3 separate regions of the Mus musculus genome follow, and all the other regions are linked to region 1. Evidence: chromatin contacts called from public HiChIP or PLAC-seq data. All regions are on one chromosome and are shown on one strand. Each heading gives the region's core, a stretch centred on a gene start, on an enhancer-like site or on the middle of the called end of the contact. The rest is flanking DNA. Distances are from core to core; before and after follow the strand shown. Region 1 holds the start of Mrps23 (mitochondrial ribosomal protein S23). Region 2 overlaps Cuedc1 (CUE domain containing 1). Region 3 overlaps Cuedc1 (CUE domain containing 1).

Region 1 (3,304 bases), core at 306-2,805:
CAACTATTTCTGCAATGTTTCATTTAACCCCAAGCCATGGGCATTAATGTAGGTAGGTAAATACAGATGGTCCTAGCTCGTTAATTTTACCAGGTGCATAGGCTTTCATAGAATGCACAAACCCTAACTTTCCAGCCACTAGTTTATTTTGAGATAGGGTCTTTCTCTACACAGCCTTGGCTTCTGAAACTCACCATGTAGGTCAGGCTGGCCTTAACTTACAGATATTCAATATCTGCCTGCCTCTGCATCTCAAGTGCTGGGATCAAAGGCGTGTGCTAACATCCTCTACTACTTTTCATTCGATGAAATATTTGTTGTTGCTCTTCTGTTTTTTGTTTTTTTATTTTTCTTAGACAGCATCTCACTGTGTAGCCCTGGCTGTCCTGCAACTTGATCTGTACATCACCAGACTGGCCTCAAACTCAGAGATCGTCCGCCTCTGTCTCCTGAGTTCTGGGATTAAAGGTATGACCCACCACCTCCTGATCATATGATGAATTTTAATTAATTTCATGTGTATCAGTATTTTGCACGAACGTAAGCCTGTACACCACATACATGCCTGGTACCTGCAGTGTTCAGAAGAGAACATCAAATCTCCAGGGACTAGAGTGACAGGTGGTTATGTCACCCTGTGTGTGCTAGAACTCGAATCTGGGTCCTCTGGAAGAGCAGTCAGTGCTCTTAACTGATGAACTCTTTCTCCAGCCCGATGTTTTGTTTTTGTTGTTGTTGTTGTTTTTTTTTAAATCTTGTCACTACGATCAACCATGATGTTCTTCGCACAAATACCCTGATGAAATTTCTAAGGGGTGCTTCTCCAACGGATATTCCTCCAAACCCATACTTTGAACAGTTGAACAATGACAGACTACGTTCCCCCAGATTTTTATTTTCTTCCTCCGAATGCATTCATTCTGGGCTTTTACTTCTTAAAACTCCAGCGCTAGCGGGCGGGCGAGGGACGCCTCCAGCGGAGGAACTACTACTTACAGGCAGCTTTCCACTGAGCCTGAAAACAGACTGCTCTGCTGAGCCCCGCTTAAGGCGCAAAAGGCCGAGGAAGGAGGCCTGGAGGCTCGTGTCACTTGGAAAAGTTACTTCGCCCCTATTTGGGTCTCAGTTTCTGAGTAGTGTGAGTGGCTAAGATTAGGCTTAGTCGAGCCTGGTGTCCTCAAATGTCATATTGGCTAGCTGTTCCTGACTGTAGGATGTGCTGCATCCCGGCGAGCTCCACACTATTCCCTCCACCCTGCCAGAGAGGAGGAAGCTTTGCAAAGTTAGAGAGAAGAAAGCAGGCGCCACACTCCACCTTTCCCCAGGACCGGTCGTTTGCTACTCTTGCGCAGCTTTGGCGCGCTCCCGCTCTTTTGGCTCGGGAATCGATTATTCGTATCTGACCACCCCACCCCACCCCCACCCACCCGGACGCAGGACCTGAGGGCTCCTGCTCAGCCCATCGTTTGCTTCTGCCTGGTTCCGCCGTCCGGATGACGTCGAGGCGGGACTGTCATCCTCGGCTCGGCCAGCCGCTTGTTCCCCCTTGGCTTGCTTGCTGCCGCTTCCGCTTCCGGTAACAGCCCGAGGCTTTCTAGCCCAAGTGGCCATGGCGGGGAGCCGGCTGGAGACGGTGGGGAGCGTGTTCTCCCGGTGCGTGCTCCGAGTTGGGCGAGGGCAGAGTTCCTAGCGGGTCACGACCCTCCTGGCATATCCTTAGGGGATGCGGTTGCGGGTGTCCGAGCCAGGTGATGCCCTTGGCACGGAATCGGTGTGGTTTGTCTCTGTCCCCTTGGATTTCTGTCCTGTCAGATTGTGCTCGCCACCCCATTTCGGTGGAGACCTTCTACAGTAAAGAAGCTGAAGGGCCTGACTGGACAGGTCTTGCTTTTTCACTATGGAACGGTGGGTGGGACCCGTGCAAGAAGATGGAAGCTGTGTGTCGTGGCTCGCGCGCGTAGTCTCGGCACTTAGGAGGCGAGGCAGGAGGATTGCCACAAGACCGGGGCCAACCTGGCTTCGTAGCAAGGCTACTGGTGGACTTCTGTCAAAACAAAAAGCCTGCGTGGACACGCTGTAATCCTAGCTCTAGGGAAGTGCAGGGAGGCACTAAATTCAAGGTCATCCTTGGCCACACTCTTTAGTTTAAGTCTAGCCTAGGCTACATGAGAGCTAACCAACTGGACTTAACACTGTGGCCATGCTAGGTTGCTGTGTGTATTGGCCGTGCCTCCTTTAGGCGGGAGGCCCATTTCAGCTCACCCCTACCAGGCTGCTCTTTCCTTCGTTTAAGTTGATTCAGAGACTTTACAACCCTGTGGTAACCGACTGACCTTGGTTCTGTTCCCTTTCTAAGGACGAGGGATCTGATGCGGGCCGGGGTGTTGAAAGAGAAGCCACTGTGGTATGACATATATAAGGCCTTTCCACCCCTGAGAGAGCCTGTCTTCCGAAGGCCCCGCTTGCGATACGGCAAAGCCAAAGCTGACATCCAGGACATCTTTTACCAGGAGGATCAGATTCGAGCGTAAGTGTCTATCCCCTATAGTGAGCAGGGTGCCGCAGACCTTCAGAGAGGAAGGCTCATGTAGAAGTCTGCCAACCAGACCACCAGAAGAGGATATCAGATCGCATTACAGATGGTTGTGAGCCACCATGTGATTGCTGGGAATTGAACTCAGGATCTCTGGAAGAGCAGTCAGTGCTCTTAACCACTGAGCCATCTCTCCAGCCCAGAAACAGAAGTTCTAAGAAGTGGAATCTGGAGACTAAACTGACAAAGTTGCAGATAAAGTGTTTGTTAACTGGCCTCTGTTCTGTATGAGGTACTTGATCAGCCCTTGACAAACATCAGCTCATAGACTTTATTACTCTAACCCTGTCCGCGAAGGCAGGTATCATTGCCTCTGTGTTATTCAAGAGAACTATCAGGTTCAAGGAGGTTAACCACCATGGCCACCCCAGAGGGCGGTGGATCTGAGAATCACGTCTGGCTCCACACTTAAGCTGCTGCTATCACAGTAGCTTCTTTGGAAGCGGAAATAGGTGGAATATGGTCTGAGGATTTAATGTCTAACAGTTATTGAAGCCGCCCTGGAAAGGATGCTCAGAAGTTGAAAGCACTTACAGTAACCATGACTAGAAATCTGAAGGAAAGTGCTTTCTTTCTTTCTTTCTTTTTAAAAGATTTACTTATTATTATATATAAGTACACTGTAGCTGTCTCAGACACACAAGAAAGGAGCGTCAGGTCTCATTACAGATAGTTGTGAGCCACCATGTGGTTTCTGGGATTTGAACTCAG
Region 2 (3,304 bases), core at 589-3,088, 85 kb before region 1:
TGCCAGACTTACCACCTTGGACCAGGTCGAGTAGGGTTGGTCGGATGATACCTGGCAGAAAGATGTGAGAACTCTAAGGGACCACTTCAGTGTGAGCTGGTATGGTGGGGGTGGGACTTCACTGAGAACCTTGGGACACAGCACTACCTGAACAGGGCACGGGTAGGTCTGTAACGCTACACGATAGAACTGAAAAGTCTTGGTCAAGGCTTGGGAGCTCTTTGTGGGATGGTCATGGAACAGGATGTGGGGGCCAGATGGCAGGGTTCAGCCAGGCTACTGTTGGAGGAGGTAAGGCAGGTTTATAGGCTACTGGGATGATAACCTTGTAAAACAGAGAGCAAATGTGTCTCTCTCCCCTACATAAACACAGCTGTTTCTGTGGTTGAAATGGTGTGACCGGGAGAGGATGTTGGTCCGGATTTAGCACTCTGGACATTGTCCTTACTCTACCCCGACGGGCTGGGTACCTATAAGGAAATCGACTCAGCCCTGTGGGGCTTGCTTTGCTCTGCTCTTGAAAGACTCTCTGTGTGAGCATTTTTATACCAAGGGGGTGAAAACTGAACAGCTAGGTTTGGGCCCTTGTTCTTCACTTACTGGTGATGTGACCTGTGCAGACTTCCTAATGGCCAGTGTTTCCTCCCCTCCTCTCGGGGGTGTGGTGAGGATCACAGGAAACGGGTGCTCAGTGAATCACTAATATTATTATTAGAAACCAAGGCCACAGGGCTAGAGAGGGAGCTTGGCTAGGAGAGTGCTTCCCTAATAGGTACAAATCTCTAGGTTTGATCCTCACAACCAAAACCCCACAAACGTGGGGAAGTAGAGGCAGGAGTTCAAGTTCATACTTCCTCATCTCTATGGAGAGTTCCAGCATGGCACGTAAGACGTCTGGGAGAGAGACAGCAAGACAGAGGAGAGAGAGGAAGGGGAGGGGGAGGAAGAGGAAGGAAAGGAAGACGGAGACCAATTCCCAGATTGGACAGATGTAGTCCCTCAGACGGGCAGGAGCTAGAGCAGGGGCAGGGGCAGGGATAAAGAAATGGAGAGACTGCCACAGAGGCAGCCTGGGCCTCTCAGAGGCTTCGAACGAGGATCTTCCTAAGAACCTGGCCCTGTCTGGGGTGTGAGTGCTGGGGTGGACACGCTGCCTCAGCCCCTGGAGCCAGCTCCAGCCACCTGTCATCCCAAGCCTGATCCGTTCCCCTGCCCCTCCACTGGAGCCTCCATGATGGATCTTAGGGATGACTGCAGAATGCTGGAAGGTTCTAGGCTCTTCCTTTCCATCCTGGGTCAGGTATAGGAGGCCTCCTGTTGGACACGAGAGCATTTCCGTCTTGAAGCTGCAGAGCTCGGAGTTTTTTTGTTTATTTTGTTGTTTTGTTTGGTTTTTGGATTTTCGAGATGGGGTTTCACTATGTAACCTTAGCTGTCCTGGAACTCACTCTATTGATCAGGCTGGCCTCAAACTCACAGAGCCATCTGCCCCTGCCTTCTGAGGGCTGGGCTTGAATATGTGTACACCACTGCCTGGTTTTTGTTTGTTTGTTTGTTTGTTTTTTGTTTTTTAGATGAAGACGCCTTTTGGACCACAGAGCAGTTTAAAGGCAAAAGTATGCTAGGCCTCTGCTTCTGAGGAATTCTATTCTCACTCTCAAGAGCCCCACGGAGCCTCCAGGGTCCAGCCCTGTCCCCTTTCCTCCTTGCCTTTGTCCTCTGGTCCCTGCAGTCAGCAGCAGCAAGCTCTGTGGCTGCCAGGTCCAGACTGAGCCTCAGGACAGCCCCTCCCTTTCCTCCCTCAGCAGCTGGGGCCTGGCCTCCACCCACCTCTCTTGGATCCAGGCCCCAGTGATAATGAATTACATAAATAAGTCATTCCCATTAGCAGCACAGCCAGGCTCTGGCCCAGGAGGCAGGGCAGGTCCTGAGGCAGTATGGCTCTGGCGAGCTGCTCCCCAGCACGGTGGCTCCGAGCCCTGAGCCCTGACATTTCTGCTTGGTGTCTCAGGGAGGGGCCTCCATCCTCTGGTCCCTTCCGGTGTTAGGTTTTCAGTCTAGAGGTTCCCCAATTATCACCTTCCAACAGCCATAGGGCCTCAGGACAGGTGTGTTTGACAGTAGTTGGGACCCTAGAAGGGGTTAGAGTTGGGGCGTCTGGTGGTTTAAGCTGCTCTTCTGGGCCTGCCTAGGCTTGGCTGGCAAAGGTGCTCAGTGGCCATGGCAACCCTTGTCTGCCGGCAGCTCCAGGCAAACACTGGCTTTCAAAGGGGGCCTTGTTCCCTGTGGGAGCCTTTTGGTTTGCTGGGCCTTTCAGACCTGGGGAGGAAAAGGAAGACAGAGAGAAGGGGGGCTGGGGGGTGTCGCTGCCTGGGAGAAGAGCACACTCCTGCCTCTCCTCACCCCCTTTGCCCTGGCCCCAAGCGTATTTCCTGGAGGCCACTGTTTTCAGACCTGCTGCTGGAGAATGAAAGGAAGAGTGAACAGAAGAGTGTGCCCAGTCTCCAGGCAACGGGCTGTCTGTGCCGTTTAAAGGAGAGAGGAAAGTCACACACACTGGGCACCTTAGTGTGGGAAGTCCTGTGCTGATGGCGTCAAGCTAGCCATGGCCACCTAAGCAGATTCTTTGCTGGGTATCGAATATGTAACATGTATAACACTGGAGCTGGGAGGTAGCCCTGTTGCCTAACATATACAAAGTTTACTACCCAGCTTAGCATAAAATTGGGTATGGTGGCACGCATGTGTTCTATCAGAGCTGGGGAGGGAAAGGCAGGAGGCTCACAATCTCACGGTCATCACTGGCTACTTAGGGAGTTAGAAGGGAAAGAAACTTGGGCTGCAAGGGGGTTGGAGAGAAAATGAGAGGAGAAGAGAAGAGAGGGAAGAGAAGAGAGGGAAGAGAAGAGAAAGAGGCGCTAAAGTATTCATCAAATGTGAGGCGACCACACTGGCAGTCTACACTCCTGTGCGAGTGTGCCAATGCCAGTAGATTCAGGAGAAATGCTGATCGTGGGCTTCGCTGCCTTTGCAGGGGGGCTCAGTTCCAGAATTCTCCCCTTTCACGTTTTATTGTTATATTCCTAATATATAAAAAACAGGAAAGCTGGAGCCAAAGAGATGGTTCAATTGTTAAGAGCACAGATTGCTCTTCTAGAGGACCCAGGCTTCCAATCCCAGCAACCATATAGCAGCTCACAACTCTCTGTAACTCCAAGACCTGATACTGTCACATAGACATACGTGGAGGCAAAACACCAGTGCACATAAAATAAAGGTAAATAGATTAAAACAAAACAAAACA
Region 3 (3,304 bases), core at 540-3,039, 65 kb before region 1:
GGGTCATTTGAATCCAGTCCCAGAGATGCCACCTAAGTGTTTGCCCTGCAAGGACTGCTCTGTGAAGGTTTGCTGAGGGAGCTGGGATTTATTCTTCTTCTTCACTGCCTGGTTGACACCTTGGATGTGTGTCACATGTTCATCTCCTTATCTTATAAGGATGTGTCCTTGCTACAGAGTGGGCAAACTAAGCTCAGACTAGGAAGGAATGTGGCCACAGCACAGCCACCTTTCCCAAGGAAAGCACCGCAGACAGGTGCCTTGGGGTAGGGCTACAGAGTCTGTCCCCTGAGTCCTTGCTCTGCCTCCACTTCAGTATCTGTTCTTTGCCTGCCCTCACCCTTGGACTCTTGAATGAGGCTGACTGGGCAGGTGTGAGGCAGGGCATTGTCCACAGGCTCAGTAGCTGGGCAGAGCTGAGCTTGAAGATTGGCGTTGCCTCTTGCCAGGCGCGTGACACACTCCTCTCCTCCCTCTGCCTGCTCCCCTGTTAGGAAACCGAGAGGATAATGGTTCCCTCGTGGGGTGGTGAAGAAGATGAGGGAGTCTAATAGTTCCTTAGTGCCTGGCCCACACAGGATGCTCAGGGAATATTTTGGTTGCTATCCTTGGTTTCCGTTCCCCCGTAGGAATTATAGACAGGAAAAGACCTCGCTCTGTAACATCCTGGGGAGACTCTCCAAGGACTTTGCCTTCTTCCCGACATGACCGCAGCATGTGAGAAGTGGGTGCTTAGCGTGTGTCACCTGATAAACATCTAGAGCAAGCCAAAGGGCTTGGGAGGGCTGGGAAGAGGGCACAGCTGGTACAGAGCTTGTCACGCAAGTGTGAGGACCTGAGTTCAGATTCCCCCAACAGCCACATAAACAGCAGGGCCCAGTGTGCACCTGTAATCCCAGTGCTGGATGGGTAGAGTCAAGAACATCCCTGGAGGTTGCTGCTCTCCAGGTTCAGTGAGAGACTCTGTCTCAAAAAGTAAGGTGGAGAGTGGCCTGGGGCCTCTACATACATACCACAGTGGGGGTGGGGGTGGGGGAGAAAGGGAGGGAAAGAGGGAGGGAGGGAGTCAGGGAGAGAAACAACAAGCTAAGGACTCCCATAACTACATTAAAGCCCCTGCCATCTGCTGATCACACACCTGGCATCTTTCCTTCAACCCCCCAGTTTTTCAGGGCATCTCAGGCTTCTTGTCCGTGTTCATGGAGAGATGACGCCTGTTCACCACTTTCCCTCTTCATCTAAGGATAACAGCTTGAAGAGTGAGCGTCCACACAGCCTTCAGGATCCTCAGACACCTGCTGCTGGGTCTCTTACTTTTTGTCCCCTCGTTTCTGCAATGTCCTCTGGTACTATGTGGGCCTCTGCCGGCAGATGTTTTATAATGCCCTCCTTTTGCCTATACCCCGTGGATATTTTGGTGTCTTCTCTTATAAACTTGCTACTGGAAGTTACTCCCTCAGTCTCTCCCTGTTCCTCAGAAGTTGGTCATGAGGCAGAGAGAAAGCGTCTGCCTCCCAACCTTTCTGCCTCGTCGTTTCCAGGAATTCCTTTGTCGAGCAAAGAATCTCTTTGTGAGGAGAAGAATCTATCACTTGGGATTTCTGTTCAGGTTTCTCGCAGGAGTCAGGGCCGGGCAGGCAGTTTGTTTGCCCCGGGGCCCAGTGAGGTCCAACTGAAAGGGCTCCCCATGTGCTCCCAGATCTGCCGATCACCTTTCATCCTTCCGTTGTCTTCCTGTCGGGCACTGGCCCGCCAACATCGATCACGCTGGCCCGGAAGGTGGTGACGGGTTTGCGTTTCTTGCTCCCTGTTTTGTTCCTTTGCTTAGTCAATCGAGTCTCCATGGAAACAGGTGCAGCCTTTGTGTTGCTTTTGCTTTGGGTGAATCAATGCTCCCCCGCCCCCTCTCCTCTTTGGGATCAAAGGGGGAGGTGAATTCATCACAGCAACTGTGGTGGCCTGGGGAGCCAGGCAGGGATTAGTCCTCTAGTCAAGCATCCCCACAACCACAGCGTGGCTGCTGCCGGGTCCACAGTCTCCCTTTCGCCTCCTGAGACCATCGGGATGCCGCGACTCATAAATGCCCTCGTCCCAGCCCCCAGGTTCTCTATTCTCAGGGGCAGCTGCTGGCCACCTGGGGCGGGATCCTGAGTAGAGATCAGCTTGCTCAGCTTCTTTGGTGTGACCTTGGAGGCAAGGCCTTTGACCTTTCTAGACCTTTGAGGCTAAGAGATTGGAGAAGCTTAGAATGGGGGAGAAAGTCAGGCTTTTGGTAGCAGGACTGCATTTGCCCTAAAGAAAACCACATCTGGGTATGCAGTTTTTGTCTTCTGTCCTAGGGCCAATAGTAAATTTACGTTTGGTTCAAACCAGTGACATTCAAAAAACGGCAGCCCATCTCCAAGGAGCAACTTGATAAAAATCTATCCCCCACCCCCCCATCCCTCCCCCACTCCCGATCCACAGCACCTCCCCTTCCCTCTGCTGGTCCAGGGTCTTCCCTGCTGGTGACAACCTGTCAGAGGCCTTCTGTTCCAGGCCAAAGCTCAATGCTTTTGGATACTCAGGGTCTGCTTTGTGTCCTGAGGATCCTCCAGTGTTTCAGGCAGGAAGGGAGGGGCTCCTGAGGAGAGCTGTGAGCTTTCTGCTTGAGCGGCTGGCTTGCCTGTCCTCTCTGTGTGGGTGTGCTGCACACCACTCACTATCCAACAGGTGCACTAGTAGGCTCTGCTTTTAGTAGGAAATCAGGTGCAAATTTCAGTGCAGCCCTGGTGGTGATTAAATCAGCAAACCCTGCCTTATTTATTGAAAAAAAAAAAAAGACTTCCTTCTAATATCTAACCTCTCGGACCATCTGCTTGTTAAGATTAGCAAAAGATGCACGTGACCTCGGGTTTTACATTGTTCAAAAGCCTCCCTTGAGACTGGAGGTGGGGCCACATTGCCTGAAGAGACCTCTAAATGGGGTCTGTGGTAAAGATTAAGTTATCCGTTGCGTGCCAAGTGGCCACTTGAAGCTGCCGCTTTCCCAGGTCTACCCTGAGGGTAAACGACCCTCTAACATCTCCTCTGGAGTCTAACCTAAATCTCTTTTTATTGTGTTAGAAAGAGAGATGATAGAGCGAGTATCCCTCCAGGCTTTCCTCAAAGACCAGGGAAATCTCTCCTCAGCCTTGGCCAAACACACCAGGAGTCCTCGGTCTCCTCCTCCAGTGTCTGCGTTTCCTGTTGGATAAACAAGGAGAACAGTAGCTGCCTCATCGGGCTGTTGTGGAAATCAAATAAAGACTGTGAGATGCACCTT

What was found. HiChIP or PLAC-seq counts read pairs in DNA pulled down with a chosen protein or histone mark.
Region 2: an H3K27ac HiChIP or PLAC-seq map of heart atrium shows a contact between it and region 1, with 12 read pairs. The contact joins the enhancer-like site here to the promoter of Mrps23 in region 1. A contact is called at or near these places in 3 of 39 promoter capture datasets (embryonic stem cells, liver and macrophages), 2 of 484 Hi-C or Micro-C datasets (conventional dendritic cells and reprogramming fibroblasts), 15 of 115 datasets of contacts at active chromatin or transcription factors (craniofacial prominence, double positive thymocytes, embryonic forebrain and 8 more) and 4 of 9 other capture datasets (adipose tissue, liver, macrophages and 1 more).
Region 3: a contact with region 1 is called in an H3K27ac HiChIP or PLAC-seq map of embryonic stem cells, with 25 read pairs. The contact joins the enhancer-like site here to the promoter of Mrps23 in region 1. A contact is called at or near these places in 3 of 39 promoter capture datasets (hippocampal neurons, macrophages and pre-B cells), 7 of 484 Hi-C or Micro-C datasets (CD8 T cells, the G1E-ER4 cell line, the HL-1 cell line and 4 more), 11 of 115 datasets of contacts at active chromatin or transcription factors (CD8 T cells, effector CD8 T cells, embryonic stem cells and 3 more) and 3 of 9 other capture datasets (adipose tissue, liver and pancreatic islet).

The regions. Positions count from the first base shown.
Region 1 is chr11:88,202,833-88,206,136 of GRCm38.p6, forward strand. Mrps23 (mitochondrial ribosomal protein S23) reads left to right here and starts at 1,556. Exons shown (of 5, transcript NM_024174.6): 1 at 1,556-1,653; 2 at 2,357-2,527. The coding sequence starts at 1,610.
Region 2 is chr11:88,117,138-88,120,441 of GRCm38.p6, forward strand. The region is part of intron 1 of Cuedc1 (CUE domain containing 1); the gene reads left to right. Among named protein-coding and RNA genes, the nearest start is that of Cuedc1, 20 kb to the left of the region's middle. Within about 2 kb of position 1,839, at least 235 of the 459 cell types and tissues checked have an H3K27ac peak or open chromatin away from gene starts, as enhancers often do. A contact at or near this core is called in adipose tissue, craniofacial prominence, embryonic forebrain and 7 more, where this site is marked.
Region 3 is chr11:88,137,607-88,140,910 of GRCm38.p6, forward strand. All of the region lies in intron 1 of Cuedc1 (CUE domain containing 1), which reads left to right. Among named protein-coding and RNA genes, the nearest start is that of Cuedc1, 40 kb to the left of the region's middle. Within about 2 kb of position 1,790, at least 128 of the 459 cell types and tissues checked have an H3K27ac peak or open chromatin away from gene starts, as enhancers often do. A contact at or near this core is called in the G1E-ER4 cell line, embryonic stem cells, hippocampal neurons and 3 more, where this site is marked.